Linked DNA regions of Sus scrofa: region 2 is linked to region 1. A link is a contact called in public Hi-C data. All regions are on one chromosome and are shown on one strand. The core of a region is the stretch at or near the end of the contact, and the rest is flanking DNA. Distances in the headings are between cores, read along the strand shown.

Region 1 (2,700 bases), core at 183-2,682:
GGGGAAATTGCATATAGAGCTTCTTCCACCAGGCCCTGTGGTAGATAAGTCTTTTTTGGACATTTTCTACCTCATGTATCCTCATACTGACTTTCCAAGACTCAGATTATAATCCATATTTTATAGCGGCAACTGTTGCTCAAAGAAGTGATGCAGTGTCCTCCAGGTTGCACGGCTAAGAATTTGTGGGTTTGGGATTTGAATCCATGTTTGTGCAGATTTATGTATTTTCCACCATCAGATCTGCCAGCCATCTAAGAAATAGCCATGATTCTCAGAAGCAGAAAAATTTTCAACTGCAAGCTACTGACTCACAATAACAAGAAAAGGAAAAAATAAAAAACCACTATCAAGTAAAAAGCAACTGTCATCATTTTCAGATACAAATATGGAGTCCCCACTGTGGCTCAGGGGAAATGAATCTGACTAGTATCCAAGACGCCGTGGGTTCCATCCCTGGCTTTGCTCAGTGGGTCAGGGATCCCATGTTGCTGTGGCTGTGGTGTAGGCTGACAGCCATAGCTCTGATTTAAACCCTAGCATGGGAACTTCCACATGCAGGGGTGCGGCCCTAAAAAGCAAAAAATAAAAAAAATTTAAAAACCCAAAGATAAAAATATACATGACAGCCAGATGTAATATGTGATCCTGGATAGGCTCCTAAACTGTGGAAAAAAATATTTCCTTATGACATGAAAGATAATGGAACAATGGATGAAATTTGAATAGAGTCCACTGATTAAATAATAGTAATATATTGATGCTAATTTCTGGGTTTTGATAATTGCGCTGTGGTTATATGAGAGGATGTCCTTATTTTTACTGAGGTTAAAAAGACATCATGTTTCTTATCCTTAAAAGTATTAGATAACTCATTAGATTATCTATTCCACGAGGCAGACAAAACTCGGGGACTAAGGATGAAGGATATATGGCAATTCTTTGTACTATTTTTATAACTTCACTAACTCTGAAATTACCTCAAAATATTTTCAATTTTAAAAATGTTCCAGGAAACATCCAGAACAGCTATCCAGGTAAAACTCCAGCTATGCAGATAAAGCTCTGCAAAAATATTGCTTAGGTCCTGTTTTTTTCATTCTTTTCTCTTTCCCTTCTCTCCAGGAAAACTAAAATTAAAAAATGATTTGGCTCCACTGAATGGGCTGCTATTGCTGAAAAGCAACACAAATTCTACACGGAGGCAAGCCTTCTGCAGGAGTAACCTGTTCCCCTTGGGGCACCAGGTAGGACCCATGCAGGAGACACCAAAAACTCCTTCTCCTGTGAAGGTGGATTTGGGGTGGGTGGTTTTTCTCCAGAGCAGCATTTACTCGCTGTCAGCATATGAAGTGTCCCTCTGCATCTCCACCGATGTAAGAGCAGCCCTGCATCTTGGTCCAGAATCCAAGAAGCAGAACAGCACGTAGTGAATATGGAGCGCCGGGCACCCTGCGGTGAGAAAGGTCTGGAAGGTCTGGAAGTTGCGCTTTTGATGAAGCCAGAGGAGTTTCGCCGGCTAGCAGAGCCCCTCTCTGGAAACACATTTTATGCAGAGAGCGTAGGAAACCCACATTCAGCAGAGAACGATCATAAACAGCGAGGCGTAAAATAACAGGTAGAACTGGATGTCTGGGCTTATGTAATATTTTATGTAATGGAACATCTAGGAGTCCACAATTCAAGCAACCCCAGCTCCCCACAGGCTGAACTCCCGCTGTGTAATCTTGCACAAAAGCAAATCCTGCCTGCAGCCCACCCCCAGGCTCCCAGCAACCTGGGATCCCTGTTTCCAAGCCGTGTTAAAGACCTTGAGTCCCAGCGGTCAGGGGAGGAGGTAGGTTGTAACTATAGTAGAAGCAGCGATTTCTCCGCCCTCTCTTTCCTTATTGCCTTGCACAATACGGTGTTTTCCTGATTCTCTATGTCTTTGACAGCTACATATCAAGAGTCCCTTGTGCACAGAGCCGACTTTTCTGAACACCGAAAACTGCTTCATACACACCCGCTCCCACCAAAAGGACAAGGCCAATTCTTCTGATAAATTTGTAGACTTGTTACCATAGAGACAGGCCCTGGGTACTCCAAGGCTGGATCAGCAGTACCATCTAGTGGGGCATTAGATACGCTGCAGCCCCCCGACTACACAATGTTGGATGAGAAAGGATTTTTTTCTTTTTTCCTTTTTTTTTTTTTTCTTTTTCTTTTTAGCTATCTGCTATTCTCCTTCAAGACTTCTAGTGATCTGTTCACCAATATCTACTTAAACTGAGTGGTTTTTTTCTTCCAGTTTCATTGAGCTATAACAATATTTGTACAGCATTGTGTTAATTCAAGATGTTGACTTACCGACATCATGAAATGATCACCACAGTAAATTTAGTGACCATCCATCATCTTACATATGTTCAAAATAAGAGAAAAAAAGTCTTTCCCCACGATGAGAAGTCTTAGAATTTATTCTCTTAACAACTTTCCTACATAATATACATTTATCGTGTTGTATAGTACATCCCTAGTACCTATTTGTCTTATGACTGGAAATTTGTCCCTTTTGATCCACCTTCATCTGATTCCCACTTCCTCCTGTCTCTGGTAACCACAAAGCTGATCTCTTTTCCTGAGTTCATTTGCTCAACTGAGGTTTTTGAAACTGTTTACTTCCCACGTGCAGAAAGAGTCCAACGTCAGATTTGGTGC
Region 2 (2,700 bases), core at 187-2,686, 350 kb before region 1:
TCTTGACCCCTGGCCTGGGAACCTTCGTATGCTGCATAAGCCAACCAGGAAGGAAGGAAGGAAGGAAGGAAAAAAGATGCACTGTGGTCATATTAAGTGATGCAGGGAAGATGTAATCAGCCATATTCAGAATGTGGGGATTTTATGGGACAAATGGTCTGGTTTCTTCAACAAATAAATGTGAGTTAAGATAAGGGAGGGGTGTGAGCGAGAACTGACAACGGATTAAGAGATACTTAACAGTTATATCAACCAAGTGCAATATGTAAACCTTATTTAGAACACAATATGAAAAAGCCAACTGTAAATAGATAGTTTTTAAGATAACAGGAATTTTAAACACAGGTTTTATATTAGGTGAAATTAAGGAGTTATTTATTTTGTTAGATATCATTCTAAAATAGGCATGGCCTAAATAATGTTTTTACGTGTCAGAGGTTCTCACTGAAGCATTTACAGATAAAATGATATGCTGTCTAGTATTTATTTTATTTATTTATTTATTTATTTTGCTTTTTAGGGCCACACCCCTGGCATATGGAAGTCCCCAGGCTAGGGGTCCAGTTGGAGCTACAGCTGCCGGCCTACACCACAGCCACCGCAACGCCAGATCCAAGCCGTGTCTGCGATCTACACCACAGCTCATGGCAACACCGGATTCCCAACTCCCTGAGCAAGGCCAGGGATCAAACACACATCTTCACGGATACTAGTCAGATTCATTTCTTCTGCACCACAACAGGACCACCTAGTATTTGCTTTAAACATACTTTACTGTAGGGGTGGCAATTTTTTCTGTGAAAGGCCAGACAGCAAATATTTTAGCCATTGTGGGTCACAAGCTCTCTGTCACAACTACTCACCCTGTGGGTGGGATGCAAAAGCAGGTATAAACAATACATAAATAAGTGGGCATGGCTGTGTTCCAATAAAACTTTATTTACAAAAACAGGAAACAAATAGGATTTGGATCATGGGGGTTATAGGAGGCCAATCCCAGCCCTAATACAAAAAAAAAGAGAGAGAAGAGCTGATAGACGGAAAAGATTGACAAAATGTTGATAATTGTTGAAGTTGGGGGGTACTAGGTGGCTCACTATTATATCCCTCTTTCTTTCTTTCCTTTTCTTTCTTTTTCTTTCTTTCTTTCGCCTTTTTCTCAGATCAGTTTCACACGCCCACTCACACACACTTCCACCCTGATATATCTTGGAGTCAAAATGAACTTCCTAGACAGCCCGTCCTGCCGAGGAATGCAGCGAAATTCTATGGCAAGTCCTCGAGGTGGCGTCTCATATTCTTTCCCAGGAGACTCACAGGCCATTTCCTTTCAGAGCTTTTAGACCCTTGTAAACATTTCTTCCTAACATGGAGATTCCAGGCCTCAGTGCTAAAGCACCCCACCCTTAGGGAAGCATTGTTGTTTTCGTTATTTCTCCGCAGGAAATAGGAATGTCCCAGGGAGGATTAGAAAATTACCAGACAGAGCTGCTGAAGGGCTGGGAACGTGGACTGGAAGTTGGAATCTGGTCAGAACATCTGGGAGTTCAAAGCAAGAAATGCTAAGCTATTCATCAGACCCCATAAACTCTCCTAAAAGTAGATAATTATGAAACAGACAGAACACAGTGGAGCCTGTTGTCAGAGGAAAGGAATTACATACATCTCACTGGAAACTGCCTTAAATGTGTAGGCGGAGCACATACGTCATTTCAAATCAGAGGCTGAAGATCTACTGAGGAAAGAGGAGACACTGACCCCTCTGTTCCCAGGTCCTTCAGTGGATGATGGGAGCCCATATCATCCACCTTCAGGAACAGGATGCTCCCCATGTGTCCTCCCTCAGCATCAGCCCCTGAGCCTCTGCTCCTACCTGGACTGATCCCTCCCTTGACTTACCCAAGCCCCATCCTCCCTCCCTGTGATTCCAGCTCTTGTAGTTGGGAAAAGGCCTTTCCTGACCACGCCAGCTCCCCGGGGGACTTTCCTTCTAAGGAGCTTCTCCAGCACATTCAGATGGTACCACCTATTACCACTTAATTGTATTGTTCTATGTGCCCCTGAGGATAAGTGATGCTGGCTGCTGAAACTGAGGAACCTCAAATTCTCAGTGACTGCACACACAAAGTTATTTTTTTTTTGTCTTTGCTATTTCTTTGGGCCGCTTCCGCGGCATATGGAGGTTCCCAGGCTAGGGGTCTAATTGGAGCTGTAGCAACCGGCCTACTCCAGAGCCACAGCAATGCAGGATCCGAGCCGCGTCTGCAACCTACACCACAGGTCATGGCAAAGCCAGATCGTTAACCCACTGAGCAAGGGCAGGGACTGAACCCGCAAGCTCATGGTTCCTAGTCGGATTCGTTAACCACTGCGCCACGACGGGAACTCCCACAAAGTTATTTTCATTCACGATACAAAGTGGGTGTTCCTGTCCGGGGTAGCTTTCACATGGTCATTCAGGGTTCCCCAAGTTCTCTCTATTGGGTGGATCCACCCTCTTCTTGTCTTTAGAGTCCCTGTTACTTATTTATTTATTTATTTATTTATTTATTTTTGCCTTTTTGCCTTTTCTAGGGCCACACCTGCAGTATATGGAGGTTCCCAGGCTAGGGGTCTAATCAGAGCTGTAGCCGCTGACCTACACCACAGCCACAGCAATGCAGGATCTGAGCCGCATCTGCGACCTACACCATAGCTCAC

The links. A called contact is a pair of places that touch in the nucleus more often than the background predicts.
Region 2: a Hi-C map of retroperitoneal adipose tissue shows a contact between it and region 1, with 2.7 times the contacts expected there. The contact joins two enhancer-like sites. A contact is called at or near these places in 1 of 5 promoter capture datasets (liver), 21 of 47 Hi-C or Micro-C datasets (alveolar macrophages, brain, embryonic fibroblasts and 13 more) and 2 of 2 datasets of contacts at active chromatin or transcription factors (alveolar macrophages and skeletal muscle).

Annotation. Positions count from the first base shown.
Region 1 is chr7:88,348,288-88,350,987 of Sscrofa11.1, reverse strand. LOC110261687 (a long non-coding RNA gene) reads left to right here. Exons shown (of 3, transcript XR_002346141.1): 2 at 1,126-2,700. Among named protein-coding and RNA genes, the nearest start is that of KLHL25, 58 kb to the right of the region's middle. Within about 2 kb of position 1,432, at least 17 of the 83 cell types and tissues checked have an H3K27ac peak or open chromatin away from gene starts, as enhancers often do. A contact at or near this core is called in retroperitoneal adipose tissue and skeletal muscle, where this site is marked.
Region 2 is chr7:88,696,572-88,699,271 of Sscrofa11.1, reverse strand. No RefSeq gene overlaps it. Among named protein-coding and RNA genes, the nearest start is that of PLEKHG3, 67 kb to the left of the region's middle. Within about 2 kb of position 1,436, at least 12 of the 83 cell types and tissues checked have an H3K27ac peak or open chromatin away from gene starts, as enhancers often do. A contact at or near this core is called in retroperitoneal adipose tissue and skeletal muscle, where this site is marked.